3 separate regions of the Rattus norvegicus genome follow, and all the other regions are linked to region 3. A link is a contact called in public Hi-C data. All regions are on one chromosome and are shown on one strand. The core of a region is the stretch at or near the end of the contact, and the rest is flanking DNA. Distances in the headings are between cores, read along the strand shown. Region 1 has its middle 410 kb from the start of Thbs1. Region 2 has its middle 340 kb from the start of Rasgrp1. Region 3 overlaps LOC134486427 (a long non-coding RNA gene).

Region 1 (4,610 bases), core at 79-2,578, 210 kb after region 3:
GGGTTACATAACTGAAGATGGCCTTGACCATCTGATCCTCCTGTCTCCACCTACCAAGTACTGGAATATAAGCCTATACATTTTAAAAACTCTCTCTATAGTATCTAATACATATGCATACATTTTATATACCACTTTCCTGGAAATGTAAAACTATTAGAGACAAATAGCAAATGGGCCTTAGCATTTAAATAATTCCCCAGAATCAGAGTGAATAAGAGGCACTTTCATATATGTATATAATATACTTCGAGCATATCATCCCCCCTATTGCTATTTTAACCCGTCTTCCTTCTATCTTGCTTGATTCCATGCCTCTTTCCTTATCTAGAATCTACATCATAGAAATAACATGCGATATTTTTTGAGTGTGGCTTGTTTCATTTAACATAATGATCTACAGTTCCATTCATTTTCATGAAAACAACATAAGTCTTATTCTTTCTTATAGCTGAGTAATTAAAAGTTCACAGCTGAGCTTTTATGATAACACACAGGACTTACAAGAAATAAAACATGCATGTAGGGAATAAAATGAAAGATAGAAATAAGGAAAATATCTAATAGAAGATAGACCCTTTTTAGAAGGCAGTGAGCTAAATGCAATAATATAAATATGTAATAATTATTAAATGCTTCCTATAAATGGATCTACTCTACACTCTCATATCTTAAGCTATGAGATAAGGTATAAACCATATCTCAGTCGTCAGAGGAAGGGTATGAGGCACAAAAGGCTTAACTAACCTCAACAGCGCACTGATATTGGATAATGGGTAGTTTCTGACTCTGAAGAAGATATTCATGTGGTAAACAGTGAAGTGGAGATGTATTAGGCTTCAGATCATCATTGTATCCTAGGGCCAGGTATGAGCATAGTCAGTCGGCAAGCAATGACTTGTCCAAAGGAAGTGAGCTGAGCTGAATGGAAAACAAAGAAGTGAGGAAGAGAAATACTGAGGTCGTCATAGAAACTGAAATGGCAGGACCAGGAGCCAGAATAAGCAGTACCCTGCCTTTGCCCCGGACAATCTTCAGGTGAAGTCCAGGAAGAAATCTCGAGGCACTGACTAGGTTTGTGGTCCTATCAGGAGACAAATAGAAGCTAAAGAGTAGAGCAAGGCTCCGTAATTCCAACTTGAAGAGTATGTTTGTGTGCCATGACTCTGAGCACCAGGCATCCTCCATCTAGCGGCTTGTTTAAGCTCTGAAAATACATGGCCTGCTTAATAAATAGACATTTATTTCAGTCTTGTCGTTCAAATGGCTAACTACTGTGACCACAACCTTCTCAAGAACGCTCGTCATGTTGAGACAAACCACAGGAATGACTGGGCAACACCCTGAGAACTCAAACTCTGAGGTACACTAACAGCTGTGTGACCCTAAGTAAGTCAGTCTGGCTCCTTCCCCAAATTCCCTGCTTCCAACTTAATGGCAGAGTGGCCTAGAACAGAGCCTCCATCCACGTATCCATCCATCCTCATGTCCAAGGGCATTCTGCATCCCCGCTTGACCCCCATCTGCTACAGCTGCTCTGCTTGGCTTTGGCCATTTCCTCTCGTCTTTTCCTTCTTCCCCCACCTCAATTCACACAGGCCACTTCATTTTCTATCTTTCTAAAGAGAGGCAGCGTGTTCTCAGTCAGGAGAGTGGAACTGGCCAATGCAATAAATGTTTTGTGAATCTAGCAAATGCCCGTGTGCCATTTTAATGTCTTAGTTCTTTCACATGGCCCCAGTCACCAGTCTCCCCAGGGCAACAGCTCTTCATTTCATTCCCAGGGACAAAACATGTACTCTAACTCCCAAATCCCACTCAAGGGCAGAAAATTTGGTACTTACTCATTCACATTCTCCACGAAGGTTTCACTGACATGGTTTTGTTACAATTACTCTGGGACTGGACTTTTGAATCAATTATATGCTTGGTGGGTGCCAACAACATTTGTTCCTTCTTTAACATGTTTTTTAATAATTAGAAAGAATTTCTCTGGATCACAGAATACTTCAGGCTTGCCAAAAGCAAGCTGCAGTGTTGACTTCTGAGTGTTGTAAATGATTCTGCTGGGGCTGCCATCACAAAACAACTACTTCACTGAGTAGAGATGATTTTTCTCTTAAGTTGGCCTGCTATCTGCCCAGTATTCACTTAAATAAGTTTGCCTTTGAAGACTGGGACCTTTCATACTGCTTATTGTTGGATCCAACTTATATAGAGAAAAGCTTTAATAGCCCTTCCAACATCAAATACTGGACACAGTGGTATAGGATGAGCTCATTGCCACTCAGCACTGGCTGTGATGGCCCATTAAGAAGGAGCAAAAATGTCTTCCACTCGGCAGATAATTCTTCTTCCAGCCCGAGAAAGTGAGCTTCTGCCTATTCCAGATACTAAGGCTGAGGCTGTGGTGATTATCAATGCACTTACATTGCCAGGATTGGAGTCCCACAGGATTTCTGCGTAAGCAACACAGGCCATCAAGTGTCTCCTTCTTGTACATGTCCCCAGCTTTGACCTTTAATCATGAGACTCCCTGCTAAGTATTCTTTATCCTTTTGTATAAGTATTTTTAGAACATACTTGAGAGTGTTCAGAACTAGCATACAATTACTGTTGTTAAGAAAAATAATTTTAACCATAGAATTTTCAAAGGTCTGTGAATAGAGTTCTAGGGAAGCTCCAACAGGGATAGGCATTGTTATTTTGTAATGTGAAATGTTCTGTGTAGTCAATCTCAGAATTTCCTAAACTTAGAGTCAGTCTCGCTGGACCAGAGGATGAGCAAGCCCAGGAGTTATTTAAACAAAAAAGGGGAGAGAGTTGGTTGTATAGCAATTTTTTGTTTTGTATTTTTGGTAGGACTAGGGAATGAATGTAAGGTCTAATACATGCTAGGTAAATACTCCACAATGGAACTACAATCACAGCCCTAGATATTGGCCTTGAAAACACACACACACACACACACACACACACACACACACACACACACACACACACGTTCTTTGAGAATTTTGTACAATGCATTTAGATTCTATTCATGACCTCCCCAGATACCTCTCTCTCTCTCTCTCTCTCTCTCTCTCTCTCTCTCTCTCTCTCTCCCAACATTATATCCACCCAACATTGTATTCTGTTTTAGCCATCAAGACCAATTTGTGCTACCCAAATATTCTTGGATATGTGCTCTTCCACTGGAGTGTGGTCAGCTTAACAGGAGCTAAACTTTGAGTAAAACCTGCCTTTGCCTCTCCTAGAAGCTAACAGTTGCTGCAAGCTCCAAGACTAGGGATAGCAATTCATACCCAACTCTCATCTGCCTGCTGGCACTCAGTCTGGCTCAATCCTGCATCAGTTGTGTATGTACTGTACAACCCCTCTAGTTGTTCTTTAATGGCAAATAAGGGCTGTCAGCATTCTTGACCACTAAGAAATGCTCTTTCGTGAAGTGATTTCTGTTAGACTCTGACAGAATACTTTCCAGACTTAAACTCTAAAGTACTAGTGACTAGATATTTGTCCTCTTGGGAAAATAGTAAAATAAGATATGGAAGTTAAGTTATTCCAGAAATTTATGCAAATAATATTCAAGAATTTCTGGAGGAGGGGTAAATATAAAAGAATTTCTGAACTTATGAATTATATTGCCTTACAATATAATACTTTAATCAAGTATTTACCTAATTTTCAGTGAATTCAGAAATAAATATCAGATGTTATTAAATCAGCTAGTTAAGTTTCATACTATCCTGAAAAGCAACTTTATATATATATTAATTCATAATGTTCATGCCACTTCATAGAAGTAAATACCTTTAATCAGTAAGCAAAGAAACCAAAATACAGAGAAATTAAGTAACTGGTTAAAGATCACAGATATAAAATTTTGCATTTATTTCTTTGTAATGTGTGGACATGCCTGTGCCATGGCACATGTGTGGAGGTAGAGGACAGTTTACAGGGGCTCGTTCTCTCCTTCCACATGAGGGTCCCAGGAATCAAAGTCAGGCTGTTAGGCTTAGCAGTAGATACCTCTACCTGTTAAACCATCTTGCCATACCAATATCAAAGGTTCTGAACTATCAAAGCCTGACTCTAGAGTTGAGGTTTTAATAGCTCCAAAAGTATTATCATTTATCAGAAGAAAGATAAAAGAGTTTATTGAAAAATATAATTGACTAAACTAGGAGGTAAATTTAGAGTTTCAATCTAGACTTATCTTCTTTCCCAAAGTAGAATGTATTTTACAACCTAAGTTCACTGGAATTAGACAAAGACTTTTCTGCAATAGAATTTTCTAAACTGTGGGGAGAATTCAGATTAACAGAGGAACTAAAATTGCTTCACCAAAGCAGGCAATGACCATAAAAGAGATGAGACATGTTGAACCACTATAATCACACCACCACCACCCACTCCTTACCCAGCTATGCAGGTTAGATGAAGCCCTAAGTCCCAAGTCTTTTCTTTTTCAGGTTTTCTGCTCCATCAGCCCTTCCACTTCAGCCTATAAACTTAAAGTTTGAAAACTTGTTGGTTCACTTTTTCAGATTGTGACCTTATCATTGTGACCACAATCTGACCTTGCTTGCCCTTTACTAACTCTA
Region 2 (4,454 bases), core at 494-2,993, 130 kb after region 3:
AGGAGTCCTCACAATTCCTTCAAGGCAACCGACCACTGACAAGCAGCAGGGTTTGCCCACCACACACACAAATGGGAAGTGATACAGCACAGTGATTACTGTCAGTTAACTTGTTTCTAACTTCTCCTGTAAGAACATCTGCTATTCTTTAAGTTACAATTTGATGGGGGTGGGGCATCAAGGGCATGCTGGTGTCCTCAGGCCTCAGGAGAACGAGATGGGATTATGAGCACATGGGCATCTTGAGATAAACGAAGACACCCTCTGTCTCAAGGGGTCAGGGGAGATACAATAGTAATTCAGGGGAGAGTCCCCCCATCTTGTCTTATTTGAGACTTTGTGTTCAACTTTGTACTAATGAGCTAACCAGAAATAAGGTCAGGTCTCACTCAGTCTTTTGAATTGTCTGTATAGCCCTGATGGTAGAAAGCAGGCTCATATATGTTACCTGTACTCTGGTAAATGCTTACACTTGTAGAAACCCTGGCCAGGCCCTTCAGGAAAGTGAAATATGAATCAGGGTGGTGGCAAAACAGTAATGAATTGGATCATTAGCACGTTCTCAAATGTCTGGTAATCTTTTTTAGCAATGGATTTCACAGTTGCTACATATGATCAGGAGTTGTGTGATTTCTGATTTTCTTACGAACTAGAGAACACCCATCTAGTTCACTCATAGGCTTCCAATGGTCGGCCAACAACAATTCATTTGACATTTCTCTGACTATGAAATGTAAGGCTAGGTTTTGGATGATTTCTGAAAGCATCAAGTGTGCTGTCTAAATCCAATCAACCACGAATCAGTGGATTCATGTCAACCTTCCTCCTTACCCTGTACTATGTCTGTTTCATCCAAAGAATTTCTTTCCTCCCAACAAGGTAGCATTAAGAGGTGGGACTTGCTGGGTCATGAGACTAGATTAGTTTCCTTACAAACGAGGTCTATGGAAGCTTGCTTCTTCACAATGTCAAAAACTTGTCAGCAGTCACCCTCTACAATTTAAAGAGCAAGCTCTCTTGGACAACTAATCTGCAGCACCTTACTCTTGGGCTCCCCAGCTTTCTGTTGTGTATAAACTATCCAAATTACAGCATTTGTTTTAACTCTCAAAATAGGCTGACACCCTGAATTTATAGGTTACAGGTTTGCCTGTGGTGGCTGATAAATTTTGTGCTTATCTCTGACTATCTGCCATATTTGTTTTGCCTCACTCTCCTCAATGCAGTTAGGAGGAGCTGCAAACAGTCCACATGAAAGACAGGACCCCTGATCTGGACTGGTAGGTAGCCATGAAGGTAGAGTGGTGTGTTGGACTGTCAACACAAGAGGCCAAATTCTCAGTATTTAATGCTTGGAGGGATGAAAGACAAGCTGTGTTTTTTTAGGTAGCTTGCTGGGTTTTGAAAACACTAACTCAGAATAGGGCTTTATAGAATACAAACAGATTTGAACATACATTCCACTAATCAGTTTTGCAAGATCAATGTTTTGTTTGCTCAGTGGGCTAGGGTCTTTCTTGTGATTTTGACCATGGCCCAGAGTAAAAGCTGTACCTAACATAATTGCAGGTTCCCACATTTAAATCCCCCAATTTTAAACATTTCATGAATTAATAATTTTTATACTAATAATTGCCCAGACTTTGCTGGAGAATGCTCTCATATTAAACATGGGCGAGTAAAAAGAGCTGTTAGACTTCCTTTTGGTATGGATCATAGAGTCACGGCAGGGAGTCATTCAACATGTTATTCACATGACTCAGAAGCCTTCTCATCCAGCTTCAGGAGGCACGGAGTAAGAATGTGATTCCATTTCGAGCTCATTATCAGCCCAATTATTGACTTTGTTAAGATACACAATTGCCCTAGGTCTGGTCTGCTGCCAACAGCCAGCAATTACCTACAATCTCCTTGGCATTTATGTCAAATATATCATGTGGTTTCTAAATTAAAACCATAGGAAACACAGGTAAAGGGGGCTATTGTGAAGGGTCTCATTGGAAAGATAGGTGAGTTATGATCCAGTTTCTCAGCAAGCTGGGTAGAGTGCAAATGCTAATCTTCTCTCCCTCTGGTCTTCAGTCAATGATGGATGTAACTTCAGGATTTAAGGAGCACTACACTGACTCTAAACTGTGTTCTGAAACATGAACTTCACATTTGTTAATAAAGTGTGGAAGAATTAAGAGTCCCGAGTGAAGGCTGTTATTGAACGTAAACTCTCACCATTTTCTAATTTTTTTCTCCAAATACTCAAACTCTGTTTTACATGGAAATATATTGCTTATGTACGCATAGGATGCTATATGAGACACAGAGCCTCATGACTCACCTTCTCAGCCTTTCCTGGAATTTCTATTGTTCTTTTACAGGACTGGGAAGTGCCTGTCCCAAAGCCAAGGATGTTTTCAACCTCTGGTTGGGATCATCAGGACACCAGCTGTTCTACAATTACATTAGAGGGTGGAAGAAAAATCCAATCAGAGCTGAAGTTGACCACGGGATGCAGAACTTTGCCGACAGTGAGTGCAGAATCCAGTCAACAAGTAGGCTACTCAGAGGTCAGAGGTGGAGTCCAGAGGTACAATGGAATCTCATTCTTCCCATGTTCTGTCTTTGGACTTTTCCTGGACACTTGCCAACCTGAAAATGGGTTCAGGCACTGGTTGTTCTGAAATATTTATGTTAAAAAGTTGATTTATGAGACTCATTTGACTATGAAAATCTGAGTGTGAAACCAGTCAACAAATCCATCCCCATAAGACATCAGAGGGTTCAATGCCCCCTGCTTGGTCCAGCAGCTCCCCCACAGTCACTTGAATTCATTCCTATGGGTGAAGATGCATGACTGCTCCTTTTACGAGCAGCCACAGAGGAGGGCTTTGCCATGCTAGGAAACTCACAAAGAACAAAGGAATTTGCCCCATGCCCGTGAGGACTTTAGATATAAAATACCAGCCTGTTTGGCTCAGGGGAAAGGTGCTGTAAGTTACAGTCCCTGCAGCCAAGTCTCCCCAGAAGCCTTTTGCTCAGTTTGACAGCTACCTTCCTGGTTATGTGGCTTTGTTCATTCGGCAGCCAGTTATCAGGACTTATCTGCATTGTTGGCATTCCTTCTGACCTGTGGCCTTTGTTCATTTGATAGGTATCTGATTGGGGGCAGGCATTAGTGGGGAGGAATGTCTAGATCTTGCTGACTTTGACAAGTGAGAGCTGAAGTAGCAGGCTTCCTCTCCAGAGAGAAATCTGTGCCCACTGTTGTGAGGGTCCTGTTAGGCACTGTGAGGAATGGGAAGGGAAGTGATTCCTGGGACACACTCTAGCAGTGGATACTTAAGAAAATCTTTCCCCATGCACTTCCTGTGTTTAGCTAAAGGTGCAAGAGGAGACTGACAGGTGAGACAAAGAGTAGGAATGGAAAGGATGCGTTCAAAACATCTTCTTTCGTGTTAGGAAATTGTCCCCTACTTAAAATGTCTTCCCTATGCTCAGCTGAACACAGTATTGTCATTTCACTAATTTAGGCAAGATGTTGTTGTTAAGTAGCTAAGATTTAAGTAACTGCGTCCTTAAAGAACATTTCTTCATACAGTTTTAGCTGTCCTAGAACTCACTATATAGACCAGGCCGACATCCACAGAGATCTACCTGCCTATAGGTTTAAAGCACATTTTTTAAATATATATATATATATATATATATATATATATATATATGGTGTGTGTGTGTGTGTGTGTGTGTGTGTGTGTGTTTATGTGCATTCACACGGGTGTGTGAAGAAGCACAGGTTGGGGACCTTCCTCAATCTCCTCTTCCTCCTCCTCCTCCTCCTCCTCCTCCTCCTCCTCCTCCCCTCCCCCTCCTTTCATTGAGCCTGAAGTTTACTGATTTGGGTAAAGCTGCTTCTCCCAGGTCTGAGTTCTTAGGCACATGTGGTTGCACATAGATTTTTTTTTTGTCTGATTATTGGGAATCCAAACTTAGGTCCTCAGCCTTGTGAGACAAGTATTTACCAACTGAATCTTCTCCCAAGCCCCACAGAGTAGAATTCTTAGATTCAGAATCTTAAACAAGAGGATCTCTTTCTAAAAACTGCAGGAAAACCAGCAAAACACAGCATAAAATCCCCCAGTCTATCAGAGTCCTTGTCCTAACAGAAGTGGGTTCCTTCAGATGCCAAATTACATAAACACACTGACTTAAAAAGGATCCTTCTCTGTTGGGGCTTAGATGAGCTCACATAAGTAAGATGAAAAAGAGACCCAGAGGATCAATGAGCTTCCCAAGCCCGGGGTTTCTTAAGCATCCTTAAAAACGTCCGCTTCATGATTTAGGTGTACTTATACCTCACCAAGCTGACAGCTGGCTCATTTAGCATTCTAACTCTGAAGAGAGCATGCAATTACAAGGGCTGGAGTTTCCTTCTCCTAAATATATTTTCCACTTGAAAACAT
Region 3 (4,707 bases), core at 989-3,488:
GTTGAACAAGGAAGGAGTGGGGTGGGGTTAGTGTCACACAGGTTGCCCAGAGGTAGAGAAGAACTGAGTGACAGCCAAGCTGCAGCTTATAGCAGCGATTCAAAATTAAGGCTGGATCCCAACACTGGATGGACAGCAAGTGACAGTGAAGGCAGCTGGCATCCAAAGTGGTAAAATCAAAAGGAGTTTTGTGAAGTGAGCAGAACACCTGGATTCTTGAATGGACTCCATTGTAGGAAATGTCTTCACAATCAATCCCGTCCACCTTTCCCTGTCTGCCCACGACTCACTCAATGCAACCACACCCAGCACTTTTTATCCATACCCGTGCTCCAGGGTGTTCATCAGACTTTTTGACTCTCTTCAGAAGGCTGTGTCCCTTCCTAGTCCTCCTCTTTTTAGTTCAACTGAATTCTACATGTTCTTCAAAGAGCTCTTCAGTCTCACTGCTTCCACAAAGCCTTCCATGTGCCCTTGCTGGAAGCATTCTTTCCCTTCCCTAGCCTTTCATAGCGCCATGGCTATTCCTCTCTCTTATGTGTCAACACCCTTTTGCACACAGTGCACAGACATAGTTGCATTACCTCCTCTCTGACACGGCCATCCTGTCTTCTATGCAGACCTTGCTTGTGTGTCTCACACCGGTGCTGAGAAAATAGTTTGCAAGGGAATGATAATCTGAGAGGGGTCCATGTGGTAAGGATTCTGTTGTACTTGTCTTCAGCGAGATTCTTCGCTGGGGTGTCACGTTCTCCCAGTATGGAAAGAGACAGGGGTGTTGGAAATATTTAGGAATGGACTAAAGAAATGGACAGTGCAGTTTTAAATGGGCCAAACAAAGTCAATTTAAAGAAAAGAACAAACTGAAGATACTTGCAGAGAAACCAGGCACACTTGTAGACCTCTCTGTAGGCGTGCAGAGGGCTTTCCCCCAGAGAACTGGAAGCAGTTAGTTTCATTCCTGATCAAAACACATCAGTAGAAAATTAACCTAAACAGAAGTATCACTGAGATCACAAAGAGGGAAAATATTTTGGAAAGAAGGTGATTCAACACTGAGATGATTTACCAGAGGGAATGTAGACTTGAGTTCTGTCTCCAGAAGACTATTAAAATTCAGTCTGAGTGCCAAGGACAGGTTAGTGACTCCTTCTGGAATGAAAGCCATGGCATGGATTTGACAATCTCATCTCTCACACCTCCCTGTGCTGGCCAGGTGTCCACCTTACATGCCACCAGAAGCCAATCCTAGGATCTCCCAGCAGGTGGCGACAATGCATAGAAAATTCTGATCGGGACAAGGCAAAAGTTTTTGAGAAGGGCTGTGATTGCTAGAGACCCATGCTAGGTCTGTAAAAGTCCTTTAGGTTCTCCATAAAACCTGAAAGTCTCCATCAATTTGCCTCATGTGTTCACCTCCCCTGCTTATTGGTGCTCATTGGAATTAAGACAAAAGAGTGTGTCTGGTTGTTTGTAAATACAAATTCCAAACAGGGCATTCACATTTGCAGAACAGTCATTTGAAGAACATCTTCTGAGTCTGTGTTCACAGAAAAGAATTGGAATACATTTTTTTGAAGACCTTATTAGATTCCCCCCTCTGTCTATGCATATATGGTATAAATGCATACATGGTATATACATGTATATACCATAGGTCAGAACAGATGGCTCAGTTGGTAAAAGTACTTGCCATTCAAGCCCAAGGAACTGAGTTTAATATCCAGGACCCACATAAAATTGCTGGATACAGTGACATAGACTTTCATGAAGGCAGAGACAGAAGGATCCCTGAGGCTCACTGACTTGACAGTCTAGACTAATTCGTGAGCTTCTTGCCAATGAGAGGAGCTGTCAAAAAAGGGGGGAGAGATAGACATTGGTAAGGATGTCCTAAGGATATTGTTTCTTAAAGACTATCTCCTAACTTCGGTAAGTACTGTACACACATTCATGTGTGGGTTCACACACACACACCCACCTACACATGTGCACCCCCCCACATAAACAAACACATATATTCTCACATGCATAAAAATAACACCTTATTAGCAAAAACAGAGGCAGCACAATCCAAAAGAACAGTGACTCCTCTAAAGATGTACACATATTTACAGGTTGGCATGCCTGTGTGTTCTCTAGCTTCCTTTTGAGGAAGGCTGCTGCTGTAAGATGCTCGGGACGTCAAGTATCCCTGTTGAGTCATGCAAGACAGCTGACTCTGCTGACACCTAACAGGCCAACAGGCCGGGGCCTGGTGACTCAGCCCCGAGACAGCCTCTAGATGAGGATACGTGAGGGTAGCCCATGCCTATCAAAAGCGATAATTAGGAAGGACGCTGTATGTTGTATGCAATAACCAACATCAGATTCCCTCCCAGTGACAGTTCCCATTGAGGTCCTCGCCGTGTCCCGGTGGACAGTTGCTGCAGCACCACTAAGAGCTAAGCTCTGCCTTTTAACCCATTCATGATTTTTGCTTGCTTTGCTTTTGTGTTTTGGGTCCCAGAGTAGGTCGGATTGCTGAGGTTTACTTCTTTTCCTGGCTTCCCTATCCATCATTTAGATCTTTATATCTCTTTGACGGTGCATGAGCAGCCTCCTAAGTAATCCATTAGCGTTTATAATATGCACCTCCCCCCTGCACCCCAACTCAGGTGGCTGCATCGGTGGGACTTGCGGCTGTGCCATGTGGACAGGAGATGACAAACGTGCGTTCTTTGTTGAAAAGAAAACTGCTCACTTTCCACATAGAGGCTGAGAGACTTTCCATTGGCCTTTTGTCTGTCTATATTTTCTCCATTTCCTGTGTTTCATGACCTCAAGGTAGTTTTGCTTGTTTAATTGGCTGCATTTGCAAGTCTGTCTTCAGGCCTATTCTATCATGACATCCTTTAGATTAGGAATGATAACAACTTGAAATTTTATTATGAGCCTGCAATAAAGATTTCCCACTAGCTCCCACCAATGAAATTCTGTAGTCCAGTTCCCAGCATGAGAAGTAGTTGTCTTTCTGTAAGAGACAAAGGGTTTACAACTCTGTGGTTAAATCAAGACAGAGGTGGGACACTGGAAGGCAGCCAGGGGTGGATATCCTCACTGGAGTACTGGCTTTGAAAGCACATGCTTTCTTTGGGATGATTTCAGTTGTCGAACGCAGCAGGCTTGACATCAATACACAGCAGGCCATGGATTATGGCTGTCTCTAATGACCATGTTGCAGTCTGTTTATTGTTCTGGATGTTAATATATAGAGCAAATGATAGTTCTTTAATTGAAGGTTGGAAGTGCTCCTTGCTAAGGCGCCTGGGTGACACATCCTTAACCACTGTGGTGAAACCCTAGACACTTACTGGCTAGAAAATGATAGCCTTGAAAGCCCTCTTCCTATTTGTGCCTGTGTTTTGCATGAGCCCAGCGGCAGGCCTGCACCTCACTGGCAGCTCTTAATTTTACCAGAGGGCGGCATTATTGGGGAACTATCAAGGACATATTAGTTCCATAGGAAATCTCGGCTAATCAGAGCTTTAGTGGAACATGGCAACACAGGATGTTTGAGGCCAGGAGAGACGAAAGGTATCAGCTCCTTTCTTTTTGAAAAGTTCTGGAGGTCAGAGGTATGAAGTGGGTTGCCCTGGAGAAAAACCAAGCATTCTTTCTGGGTGTTCTGGTGGGAGTATATTTCTTTTACTTTTTTAGTTTGTAGAAGTGTCCTATGTCCTGTAGCTTGGGAGCCCTTCTCATCTGTTCTCTGGTTTTTATGGTCTGGTTCTCTTGTTTCATTTTCTCAATTTTGAAAATCTCTGTGATTGTATTGGTCCCTTTAATTTCTTCATACCCGAATCATCTGATAAGCCATCTTAATTCCATCTACCATCTTGAATTCTCTTCTTCTACTATCATTCAGCATAGATACTATTCACGCCGGATCTTGGACAAAAACACGGGCATCTTTGGGATGGAGCCATTATTCTTCTAACCTGGCTAGGAAGGCTCTGTGGAATGCTCATAGACAAGATAAGACTTGTTGTCTAAATCTTGGAGAAAAGGACTAATGGGTGGAAAATTTCAGTAGGACAAAGGCTGTTCCAGAGATTTTAAAAGCAAAATTCTTAGTCAAACCAAGGAGACTTTCTTTTGCTAAGAGCGCATGTTTTGGGCTAGACAGAACAGGGGTCCAATGTGAAGTCTACACTGGGTGGATAGAAGATTTTAAATAGATTACTCAATGCTGTTTATTTTAATGTAGAGGTAACTATGCACAATGTTTTACGGATGTGGAGTATCAGAAAGAATCAACTTCGAAGGTTGTGGTGGTGTTGGGCTTATGATTTCAGAAGAGTTAGGACTGAGCATGGGCCTTGAGGGAGACAGAGTTGGGGAGGCTGGGGAATTTAGGAGCCTGATAATGAGCTTTGGCCAAACCAAGTGGTCCTGGTCTAGGAAGAGTTGAGACCTTGGAGTTTGATGCCAGCCTATCTCACATCTGCTTTCTTTCTCTTACATCATCATTGTCACATTTGAAAACATTGCCACAGTCCTGCAGAGGATGCACTTTCTTTTCGTCCCTCTCTAAAGTTTTAAGTACTGCTGAGTAAGTGAGTGAGGTAACAAAGAACAGAACTCCATTTTGGCACATTTGCATTATAGCTTCCATTCAAGAATAGTACTTTATATGAATTCCTTTTCCTAGACCACTGATATACT

Evidence for each region. Hi-C and Micro-C count contacts between places; a contact is called where the count stands out from the background.
Region 1: a contact with region 3 is called in a Hi-C map of the A7r5 cell line, with 4 times the contacts expected there. The contact joins two enhancer-like sites. A contact is called at or near these places in 3 of 12 Hi-C or Micro-C datasets (the A7r5 cell line, the Rat2 cell line and frontal cortex).
Region 2: a contact with region 3 is called in a Hi-C map of the A7r5 cell line, with 3 times the contacts expected there. The contact joins two enhancer-like sites. A contact is called at or near these places in 2 of 12 Hi-C or Micro-C datasets (the A7r5 cell line and the Rat2 cell line).

The regions. Positions count from the first base shown.
Region 1 is chr3:125,095,098-125,099,707 of GRCr8, forward strand. No RefSeq gene overlaps it. Among named protein-coding and RNA genes, the nearest start is that of Thbs1, 410 kb to the right of the region's middle. Within about 2 kb of position 1,329, at least 8 of the 93 cell types and tissues checked have an H3K27ac peak or open chromatin away from gene starts, as enhancers often do. A contact at or near this core is called in the A7r5 cell line, where this site is marked.
Region 2 is chr3:125,022,403-125,026,856 of GRCr8, forward strand. No RefSeq gene overlaps it. Among named protein-coding and RNA genes, the nearest start is that of Rasgrp1, 340 kb to the left of the region's middle. Within about 2 kb of position 1,744, at least 6 of the 93 cell types and tissues checked have an H3K27ac peak or open chromatin away from gene starts, as enhancers often do. A contact at or near this core is called in the A7r5 cell line, where this site is marked.
Region 3 is chr3:124,888,268-124,892,974 of GRCr8, forward strand. The region is part of intron 1 of LOC134486427 (a long non-coding RNA gene); the gene reads left to right. Among named protein-coding and RNA genes, the nearest start is that of Rasgrp1, 210 kb to the left of the region's middle. Within about 2 kb of position 2,239, at least 6 of the 93 cell types and tissues checked have an H3K27ac peak or open chromatin away from gene starts, as enhancers often do. A contact at or near this core is called in the A7r5 cell line, where this site is marked.